Regions from separate parts of the Oryctolagus cuniculus genome. Here region 1 is linked to region 2. The links are chromatin contacts, called in public Hi-C maps. All regions are on one chromosome and are shown on one strand. The core of a region is the stretch at or near the end of the contact, and the rest is flanking DNA. Distances in the headings are between cores, read along the strand shown. Region 1 overlaps LTBP1 (latent transforming growth factor beta binding protein 1). Region 2 holds the start of RASGRP3 (RAS guanyl releasing protein 3).

What was found. Hi-C and Micro-C count contacts between places; a contact is called where the count stands out from the background.
Region 1: a contact with region 2 is called in a Hi-C map of an unstated tissue, with 1.9 times the contacts expected there. The contact joins the enhancer-like site here to the promoter of RASGRP3 in region 2. A contact is called at or near these places in 3 of 6 Hi-C or Micro-C datasets (psoas muscle, skin fibroblasts and an unstated tissue).

Annotation. Positions count from the first base shown.
Region 1 is chr2:169,512,262-169,517,766 of mOryCun1.1, reverse strand. LTBP1 (latent transforming growth factor beta binding protein 1) reads left to right here. Exons shown (of 33, transcript XM_070069261.1): 31 at 1,880-2,002. Among named protein-coding and RNA genes, the nearest start is that of RASGRP3, 87 kb to the right of the region's middle. Within about 2 kb of position 2,121, at least 2 of the 8 cell types and tissues checked have an H3K27ac peak or open chromatin away from gene starts, as enhancers often do.
Region 2 is chr2:169,424,696-169,429,986 of mOryCun1.1, reverse strand. It overlaps RASGRP3 (RAS guanyl releasing protein 3), which reads left to right and starts at 2,182. Exons shown (of 19, transcript XM_070069715.1): 1 at 2,182-2,509; 2 at 3,030-3,646.

The DNA.
Region 1 (5,505 bases), core at 872-3,371, 88 kb before region 2:
CAAGGTCTTCTCTTGCCTGACACTTTCTTTGTGCAGTTTTGTGTGTTTGTGTGTGTGCGTACATGCACGTGAGCGCACGTGGACACTCACCCTCGTTCCTCAAGTCCTGTGAGTAGGAGTGGGGGAAAGAGAGCCTTCCGCACTCCCATGATTGCCTAGGCGCTGTTCTGATTATGAGAATACAGGGCCTCTCCAGGCCAGGGGGCTGCTGCCTGTGAGACCGCCCCGAGAGCTTGGTCTTGCCTGATCTGGGGCTGTCCAGGGAGCCCCGGAGTTTCCACCACCCATGGACATATCTGAACAGGCTATGTGCTGTGATACACATGTAGAGAACATGAAGCTGTGCTTGCTCCAGCTTTCCTCCCTAGATGACTACTTCTAAATGTAGGCAAGAGCCTGGCTCATAATTGCTGGAAAGCTTTGTAAGCCTACAATACATGGACATCCATGTGCTGAGTGCAGCCCGTGAGGACTGCAGGGATTTCAGAAGGCAGATGGCCGTGGAGCTGACCCAGCCTGGGCTGGGAACGTGGCCTCGAGAAATAACCAGGTGAGTCTAGCTGGGGTTCAGAGAAGCAGAGGACAGGGATGCCAGTGGAGGGACAGGCACTGAGCCTAGCAGTCAAGATAGCCACATCCCACACTGCAGTTCCTGATTCTAGCTCCTGAGTCCAGCTACCTGCTAATGCAAGACCCTAGGAGGCAGGGGCTTCCTGCCACCTCCAGGGAAGACCTGGGTTGAGTTCCCAGATGCGTCATGGCCTAACCCAGTATGAGCATTCAGGGAGTGAACCTGAACCAGCAAATGGATGCACTTTCTCAAACTAATATTTAAGAGTTTCAAAGGAAGGAGGACGGTTGTGGGAGATATAGAATGTTAAGAGCGTGCGGTATGGTGTTCCAGTAATGACCACAGATCTGGCCCTGCCACATCTCTGTGCTTTTGTTTCCACATCAGTAAACTGAAGATCCTAGAACAGCCCTTTCATAAGGTAGTGTCAGTATTTGAGTGAATAATGTGTGTTCTATGCTTAGAGCAATACCTAACATGCGGTGAGCCTGCTGCAACTGTTAGCTGCTGTTACAGCCACTACGACACCATCTTTATTTTGTAATCAACATTGCCGTAATGCTGTTCATAAGGGACATGTAGGAATATGAGTTTACAACAGAAAGGGTCTCCAAAAAGTTTGGAAAATAGAACTAAAAGAAAAGTTGACTTGGGTGCAAAATCGGTTTTACTCCCACATATGCATCTGCTGCGAAACGTGGACACGTTTTGAAACATCCTCAGAGTGGCCAACAGCTCATGCAGCCTACAGAGCTGCATCCTCGCTCAGTATCAGGTCATTTTTGGACACCAGAAGTCTATAGTTTCCTCTCTAGTGAGTGGAGACGTCCCTGCCCGTAGAGTAACTTTTATACCTTAAACGTGTCTTTAATGATACCTTTATTCAAACCCATCAGATGGGTTTGAGTAAAGCTGTTCTTCCCAAAGACCTGGCTCATTTTTCCCATTCCTTCACGTTCTGTCAGTAGTTAGCTACGGGTTTTGGTCTTTGGGGTGGGTGTTTGATGAAGCAGGTTAACATGCCATATGGGGAGCCTGGACGGAGTTCCCATCTCCCAGCTTCAGCCTGGTCCACGCCCGTTGCAGGCATTTGGGGAGTGAGTCAGTGGGTGAATGCTCCCTCTCTCTGGCCATCTCAAATTCAAGAAAAATCTTTAGACACAGTCCACATGCAGTGGTGCATGGGAGGTGGAGGCTGGTATGAGACTGTGCCCTAGCGGATCCCCCTTTGCTCTGAGCTGCGAATGGTTCCCCCAGGAGCTGCCAAGCAGGGATGGGGTCTCATGTTGGTCACTGTTTGCTTCGTAGATGACTACGCCCAGCTGTGTAACATCCCAGTGGCAGGACGCCGGCGGCCATACGGACGAGACGCCCTGGTTGACTTCAGTGAACAGTACACTCCCGAAGCTGACCCCTACTTCGTTCAGGACCGTAAGCAAACTCGTGAATTGTGATGAAAGATACATGTGATTCCTGGGAATCTGTTAGCAGTGCAGATTTTTGGGCCACAGCCCAGACCTGCTGTTAAGAAAGTCTATTTTTCAAGCTGCATGGGTAGTTCTTCCATATGCTCTAGTCTGACAGCCACAGATTCCGTGGTTCATCTTGCTGGTGGGCCGCGTCTATGTTTACTTCTCTTAAAGAAAATGATCTTATTGTCGTAATTTCCATAGCAAAATCATCTATTTTGTTCTCTCAGTGGTGGTCTACTTCCAGGGCCAAGGTTTGCTTGGAAGCCGCCTTTTTTTTTTTTTTTTTTTTTTTTTGATTCAAGGAAGTGACAGACATTAACTCTAACAAGATGAGTGTTTTAAAAAAACTTGCGCTCTGCCGGAGCCATGGCTCACTAGGCTAATCCTCCCCCTAGCGGCACCAGCACACCAGGTTCTAGTCCCGGTCAGGGCGCCGGATTCTGTCCCGGTTGCCCCTCTTGCAGGTCAGCTCTCAGCTGTGGCCCGGGAGTGCAGTGGAGGATGGCCCAGGTGCTTGGGCCCTGCACCCCATGGGAGACCAGGAGAAGCACCTGGCTCCTGGCTTCAGATCAGTGTGGTGCGCTGGCCGCAGCGCACCAGCCGTGGCGGCCATTGGAGGGTGAACCAACGGCAAAGGAAGACCTTTCTCTCTGTCTCTCTCTCACTGTCCACTCTGCCTGTAAACAACAACAACAAACAAACCTTGCGCTCTTGCACATATACTCACAAGGCGATTAAGTAAGAAATAGTGTGTGCTGGATTGTCCTGGATCTATGCGCAGAGCTTTCATGGGGGAAGGTGAGCGCGTGTCCAAGTGCACAAGTAGTGTTTGCCTTTTGGAGGTCACTGTCCCCCGGTGTGTGACCAGAGCATCCTGTGTGAGCAAGCCTCCCCACGTACAAGCTCACTTTTTAATGGCAGAAATCAGAACTTCCAAATACATAGTCACAAACCCAAGTCTGAAAGAATAGGTGATATATTCATAGACAGCAAGTTGTCAAGAACAGGAATAGAGAAATGTGGATTCCAGGAGTCTTGTTAGCGCCCCACTTGTCATTGTACCATGTTAAGACACAGAGTCGCTGTGGAGCTAGGAGTTGGGGGTTAGGACTTGAGCGGTATTGCTGGGTTAACACTGTACACGAAGCCTTTTCTGTGAGTCCTGTCACCTGTGCACAGTGCTCACTGCATAGGAACTCACTCTAGAGCAACTAGAGCTTGGTGGGTGCGTTTAGGAACTGTTTCAATTCAAAGTCAAAAAGATTTTTTAAGGGTACCAGTGTATTGATCATCACAAAGAATTACAAATGCTTTTAAATGTACAAGGGGACCTCAGAAAGTTCATGGTCGATGCATGTTAACTTTTAATTCCATTTTCCATGAGCTTTCTGACATACACTTGTACATGAAAATCACAATCTGTGACTGCAGCCAGATGGGTCAGCACCCAGCTCTGCAGCCCCTGGCCGGGTCATGAACATTACCAGTTTCCAGAAGGCCCCTGGTGTCCTTTCCCATGTCTCTCCAAAGGTAACTGCTCTCCTGACTTCCGACACCATTAGTAGCATGATAGCAGCACGATTCCTTTTCCTTGGCACCTAACCATGCACTGCTTTGGGCCTGAATGAGCTCACAAATAGAGGGGGGGGGGACAGCGCTGTGGCATAGCTGGTAAAGCCTCCACCTGCAGTGCCAGCATCCCATATGGGCACTGGTTTGAGTCCCGAGTGCTCCACTTCTGATCCAGTTCTCTGCTATGGCCTGGGAAAGCAGAAGATGGCCCAAGTCCTTGAGCCCCTGCACCCACATGGGAAACCCCTCCCTCTTTCTGCATAATTCTGAGTTTCAAATAAATAAATGAATGTTAAAAAAAAAAAAAAAACGGAAGACAGATATAACCATGAGCATCTTAATTTTTACTCTAGGTTCTTGCGTCACTCAGAGGCTGTGCATGTAAAACTTAGATACACATACTTTGTAAAAAAGGAGAAACATTAAGATTGAAAGCCCAGCTTGTCCCTAAGTCTAGAAAGAACAGCTTAAGTATAGTCCCATGGTTTGTGGATAGAGCCTCTATCACACTATAGTTCAAATTCCCGACATTTTTATGTTGAAATGTTCTAGTTTATGTACCTCATTGTAATACTGACATTGATTTAAAACTCTTTAATTCACTGCAAATGTTAAGAAATAAACATGTTGGTGTCTTATCGGTTTCCTATCTAGCAACATAACAAGTTGAGATGCAGTTCCAAGACCTCCAAGCTTTGGCTCTGGAATGACCTTTAAATGTCTTACAAGTTCCAAGGAAAGATCTCCCCTTCCCAGCCAGTTTTCTGAGCCACAGCTAGGGCTGTTGGTCTTGCTGCAGGAATGATCCTACGGGCATGGTGCATCTTGGAGTGGAGGGGAAGAGGCTTCTCTTCACCTGTATGGTCTGCCTCCCCTGTGACCTTCGGTTAGACCAGTGTTGCTAAAACTAGAGCTTCTTAGTCAGAGGTCAGCAAGCTTTTTCCGGTTAAAGACCAGCTAGTGCAGCGTTGAGGCTTTGCAGAAGTATGTTCCTTGGGGTAGCTCTTCCCTTCTGCGAGAGTATCACAAAAGCTGCTGTGTTTATTTACAAAAATAGATACAGAATGAGATTTGGACCTGGGACTACAGTCTGTGGACTTCTCTAGAACCGAAAGCAGTATTTCAGAAAGTCTGCTGGACAAACAATGGGAGTTTCCAATTTTAATTTCTGTAATAAAAGACATTTTACTAGCTCTAAAAAGAAAATGATTTTTACTTGGAATTCATGGAATTTGTAAATATTTTTGTTTGAAACTTTAATTTCTTAACTCGGTATTTCTCTAGCTGGCTTTGGGTATCTGCTCTCATATTCTTTATGGCCTGTAATATTTTTCTTTTTAACATTCTTAAATGGGCCTATCATGGAGTATTACTCAATGTTTAAAATTTGAGTTAAATCTTTAGGGCCTGCATAAGCAATGATAGTTTGCTGCCCCCTGCAGTTCCACAGGGGAATTACTTCACAGACCAGCTTGGAGGAACAGCTGTATTTTTGGTTTCCTTGGTGCTTATTTGTGGTGCAGCTGGATAGCAGAAAGGAGATGAAAGGATAACATGACAGCATCATGGATTTATATTTACAACTTTCATCTCTGCAAATAGATTAGCAGTCACAGTGCTTACTTAAACTCTAGGTATTAGCTCTAAATTGCTTTGAAAATAACTATTAAGAAAATCAAAGGAGTAGCTTTCACAAAAAAAGAATTTTTTTTCCCCACATCCTTGTACTAACCATGCCCAACCCTGCTTAGCTTCTGAGATCAAATGAGATTGGGCATGGTGAGGGTGGAAGGGCCATAGAGAGGACTTTCGGTTTTCTAAGCACAAGTGTGATGTACTTTCTCATTTATCAGGATGCTTTGAGCTCCCTTTACTGTCTGTCCTTTGTTC
Region 2 (5,291 bases), core at 933-3,432:
TATTTTCCTCCACTTACGCAACCAAAATAATTCAAGAAATTTATATATTGTTTTCCCTAACGAGGCCATTCACTTTCTCCCCTATACCTTTTGAGAGAGTCTGCCATTAACATTAGATTAAGAATACAGAGCAGATCTTTCCCTAAAAGTGAAATGCTTCCTGCCTAGAGATGGGTTTTAGTGGAAGCTCTGTGCAGTTGTTTTTTTTTTTCTTTTTGTAGAAGTAAAATATTTCTCCACCAAAGGAGAATAACCATTTCTGGAGGACAGTGAAAGCCTGGTGAATATCCTTAGTTTCTTAGAAACATTCATTCTTCCCACATGGGAGCCCGGCTGGCTCCCCAAAACATGTCACCCCATTGCTAGCCTTGTTCTTGCCAATGTCAACTCAGCTATTTCAACACACTGTGGCTGTTCTATGCCAACAGCCATGGATTTCCTTCATCTTTTCTGCTATTACAAGGAAGTCATTCACTTTCTCTCCATCTCCCTCTCTTTCTCTCTCTCTCCCTCTCTCCCTTTCTTCCTCCCTCTCTCTCTTGCTCACATTTTCCTTCCCAATCTGCACCTGGGATGTGGATAGTCTTGCTTTTTCCCCATAGCTCTGGCTGAGTTCATTGTTCAATAGCCTATTGTTTCTATTGAAGAAGGCTTTGCAAGAAGGGACAAGAAATGATGGATTAGAAAACAATTGTCAAATCACTACACAAAAATAGGAAACAGGAAGTTTTGTTTCCATGATCAACTTTTAATTTTAGTTTATCACAGTTTATTTTGGTTTTGTCTTGTTTCAGGTGACTCATAAATTTCAAATATATGTGTTAGTGAAGTTTATATTTATCATGACTGCCCACAGTGTATGAACTCTTTTATCTCTCCCTTAAATACAGTTGGCCTGTTCTTTGCACTGCTTTGGCTTGCTTTAGGTAGCTTCTCCAAGTAGCTGGGAAATTAATGTGTCATGTTGAATGACAGTAGTATGGAATGATAGATAAATTTTTAGGTAGATAGACAGATATGAAGGGTCTTCAAGAAGATCATGGAAATGAGTATGATGAACAAACTATACATGAATTTCAAAACTTTTTACATTAAAATAAATTAATCTTTTAATCCTATTTTCTATGAACTTTTTTGAAGTACCTATGTAAACAGAGAGATAGGGATGATAGATGATTGCATGACATATAATAAATAAGCATTTAATAGATTCATATGAAGGAACTTAAGTAATAGCAGTTTAAAAATTCTGTCTTTAAAATTAATGTTGTAAAGTATGACCCACACAAGATAATTACAAGAGTATAAAATATGAATGTCACAACTAAAACACCCTCCCTCTCCACACTTAAATTCTCACTTCACAGAATCAACCTCATTTTAGTATCTTGTTACTCTAGCTAATATTTTGAATGAAGTTGAGAATTATCTTGCAAAAAGTTTATGCCAACATAAACTTCCATGTACTATTGTATGAATGCTTATCTCTTTACACTTCAGCAGCCTCAAACATTATCCAAATTTTTATCTGCTAATCTATGTGAAAATGATAACTAATTTTTATTTAGTGTGTGTTGTCTATAATTATGAGGGAAGTTGAACAACTTTGAGTAGTAGGACTGTGGGTTATTAGTTTAGGTTGCAGATGTATGACCAGTTTATAAACTGTTTTAAGCAGAAATATCTGCTTTTCTTATTCACCCAATGGTATCTTTCTTATGTTGAAACTTGCTTCAAAAAGCATTTCAATTCTTCTCCCCCAACCCCAAAAGAAAAACAACGAAAGTCCTCCCTAGGCCTCCTACCTCACACATCCTTTGTCTCTTAGAAATTCCATTTACATGCCACTCCTATAGAAAATAAAGGACTCGGAGTAGGTTCATTCATAGTATTTTATCAGAAAATGATGCATCTTCAAGCCCAAGCCTTGCTTATAGGACATAACTACTTCTATTGAAACTGAGACTATAAGAAATTAAGGATAATTTGACTATGGTGCGTATACCAAAGCTGAGTTATTTGAGGCCAAATTTTCTTTAGCTTGTTTATTGGTGTTCACTTGGAAAACACACACACACAGGGCCCTAACTTGGGCTGCTTTTTCTAATCAAATGCATTTCCTGCCTTCTTTCCTCAGTGCTCAGCCTATTTATAGCCCTGGAAAGGAAAAAGCCCCACTGGAGGCAGGAAAACTAAGTTCGGAAAGAATAGGAGGAAGTGTGCCTGCCATTTAGCCAAACAACCTTTAATTCATTGAACTCAAAGCCTAGCAGCTTGACTGTTGTTAGGCGTAAGCAGCTTGCAAATTTCTTTTCATTTTTTCCCCCTCTTTATTTTTGAACTGCATTTGGGCAATGGAGGTGATGACAGCATTTTAGAAGAGAGAACAGGGCTCTCTAGGTATTTAGACACATTGAAGAGAAAACTTGCTAGAAATTGATGAAGTGGAAAGAAAAAGATGATTCAATAGTGGGAGGAACTATAAATGATCACACATCTGCGAATTAAGGTATGTGTCGTGTTTCAGTCTGTCGTATCTTCATGCATTTCAGGAATTATATTGATGTTAGCATGGGCAATACTTGTGGTTTGAGGGCATGTAACTTTTCAGTGGGCCTTATTTTTACCTCTGAAGGAGTATAGAAACCTGCCCCAGTTGACATTGTTAGTCTTAACAATAAATATTTCATAAAATAATAATTTCCTTAGGATAACTTTATTCCACTAACTTCAATAGTTTCTTTATCATCAGGAGATTAGATAGTATAAATAATTTCATGGATGATCACTTCAGAAAAAAGTGTTTTTCTGGTATTTGTTTTCCTGTTTGAAAAGCTAATTAATATCCATCTATGGTTTCTTTGATCAATGACGGCTTAGAATATATTTAATAAACAGGTCCTCAAGCAAAAATAGACATTTCTAGAAAAAGTCATTTTAACCAAAATTTAAATTTTATATGAAATTAATTGGAGATAAAGATTATTTATTTAAATATAAATATTCTTTTCCTGGACATTCACTTTCAGAAAAGAACTTTCAAGAAGTACAAAAACAAACAAACAAACAAACAAACAAAAAAACAACAAGAAAACAGTGAACTGTTTCCAGGGCTAGAAACTGCTCACAGCAAGTATTTGCATTTAAATTATTATTTAAAAACATTCTTTCAGCATCTATTTTCTGAATGCCTTGAAAAATGTCACTGGGTTTGAAAGTGGAAAGGTTGAAAGGAAATGGATTAAATCCAAGAACAGTTGATGCTGCCCACGGAAACTTGGAAAGCTCCTAGGGACATTCTGAATTCTTTGAACATTCCTTGCCCTAAACAAGCACATTTGTTTAAATGATGCACCCTATTTGCATCTACTGCTGATAATATCCACAGTTATGTGTTGGAGTAACTTGATTGATGTCACCACAATAACTAACAAAGGAATACGTTTCTGGTGGTTTATTGAAAAGGAAGACAAGGAGGAAATGTGTTTCTGTGATTTGGGCTTATCCTTGTTTGAGATTGGGATGTTTAGAATCTGTCGTAAGAAGATAGAGAAACTGGAAGTCAGAAGTGCAGCGCCAGCCAGGACCCGCATAGGAGGCCAGGACTCGGTTCTGGCTCAGTGTGGGTCTCATTTCCTGGGAAAATGTAAGGGTCTTTTTTTTTTTTTTTTTTGATTAGAAAATGATAATTCATTCCACGGACACCATAGGAGGGTATGATGCTGTTAAACAGAAAAGTCGTGATTTCTTAGTTGAAATTAAGTTGCGAGGAAACAATCTTGGTGAATGTGGTAGACCTGAAGAAGCAAACTCAGAGCTTATTTTCAGGACATTCAAGTGCTACCATCAGTTCTCAGTCTATTTTCTGACCCCACAGACAGTCTAAGGTAGCCGAGCTAATTGCCACAGCACGGAGCTGTAATGGTGGAGAGGTTGCTCAGAGCTGTCCTGATTCATCTTGTCCTGGAACTCAGAGAAGTGCTTAGTACTGCTTCAGGTTTAAGCAATAGATAAAATTATGAGTTATATATTTCATTCTAAGAATCTATTTTTTTCACTTGTAAAAGTCTCATTGTAGGTCACTGGTTCCTGGATGTCCACGGGTGCTTATAAATCTACGAAATGCTAGTTATTGGAAATACATTTCTCAGGAATTGCTTAATAGTTTCACACAGTAATTGATGTGTTTTCAAGCTTTTGGGAACATTATAAGTGAGAGCTAATTTTGAAAAAAAATTGTCCAATATAACTTTTTTCCATTTAATAGACATTTATTGTTCATTCTCAGTATGACTCCTAGAATCACTATGTGCTTGCAGTTTATGTAGCAGAAACCACCCTTGGCCCTCTCATTTAAATATAAGTGAAATCAGGTTGCTGAATAGACCATGGGAAGCAGCAAGGAAATCAGAAGTTGTCAAATAGACTCTGCAGGTGTGGGATGTGTTGAAAACAGGAGAAGCACTAGGTCAGGTGGCTGCACACTCCTGCCATCTGGCCTCATGCTGGTCAGAGGAGGAAGGGGCGTTACTTGTTGATTTTGTGCATCTACAGGAACCTGAAATTTGGAATAATGACCTCTGGAGAGTCCCTTTCTCCTATGTACTCATCCCCTCACATTCTCTATTACAGGCCAATAAGCAACTCCACATCATCAAAACATATTTTTAAGGTCTCCTTCTTATAATATAATAATAGGAGAGAATGTGTTAAAGAAGATGATGTGGGCAGGCATTGTGGTGCAGCGGGTTCAGCTGCTGGTATCCCATATCATAATGTGGGTGCCAGTCCTGCTCTGCTTCTAATCCAGCTTCCTGCTAATGCACCTGGCGGGCAGCAGATGATGATGCAAGTACTTACATTCCTGCCACTCACATGGGAAACCTGGATGGAATTCCTGGCTCCTGGCATCAGCCTGGCCCAGCCCCAGCTATTGGAAAGCACTCTCTCTCGCTCGCTCGCTCTCTCTCTTTCAAATTAATTTATTAAACAAAAAAGAGGACAACATACTTTATGGTCCAAAGAAATGACCAAAGAGACAGCAGCAGGTCAGGGAGTTAGCCAGAGAAATGACGATTTTGGTTTCAGTCCTGCTAAATTTGAGATGATGATGGAGAGCCAGGTAGAAAAAAGTAAACAAACAACTGAAAATGGGCAGTAATTTAGGAGGGAGGTAACCACTGGAAGTGACAGCCAACCTCTAATGAGCATTCATTACACATCCAGGCTCTATTATTTTATTTAATGCTCACAATCACCTTTGGGCAGGCTCCACCACTAGTCACATTTTA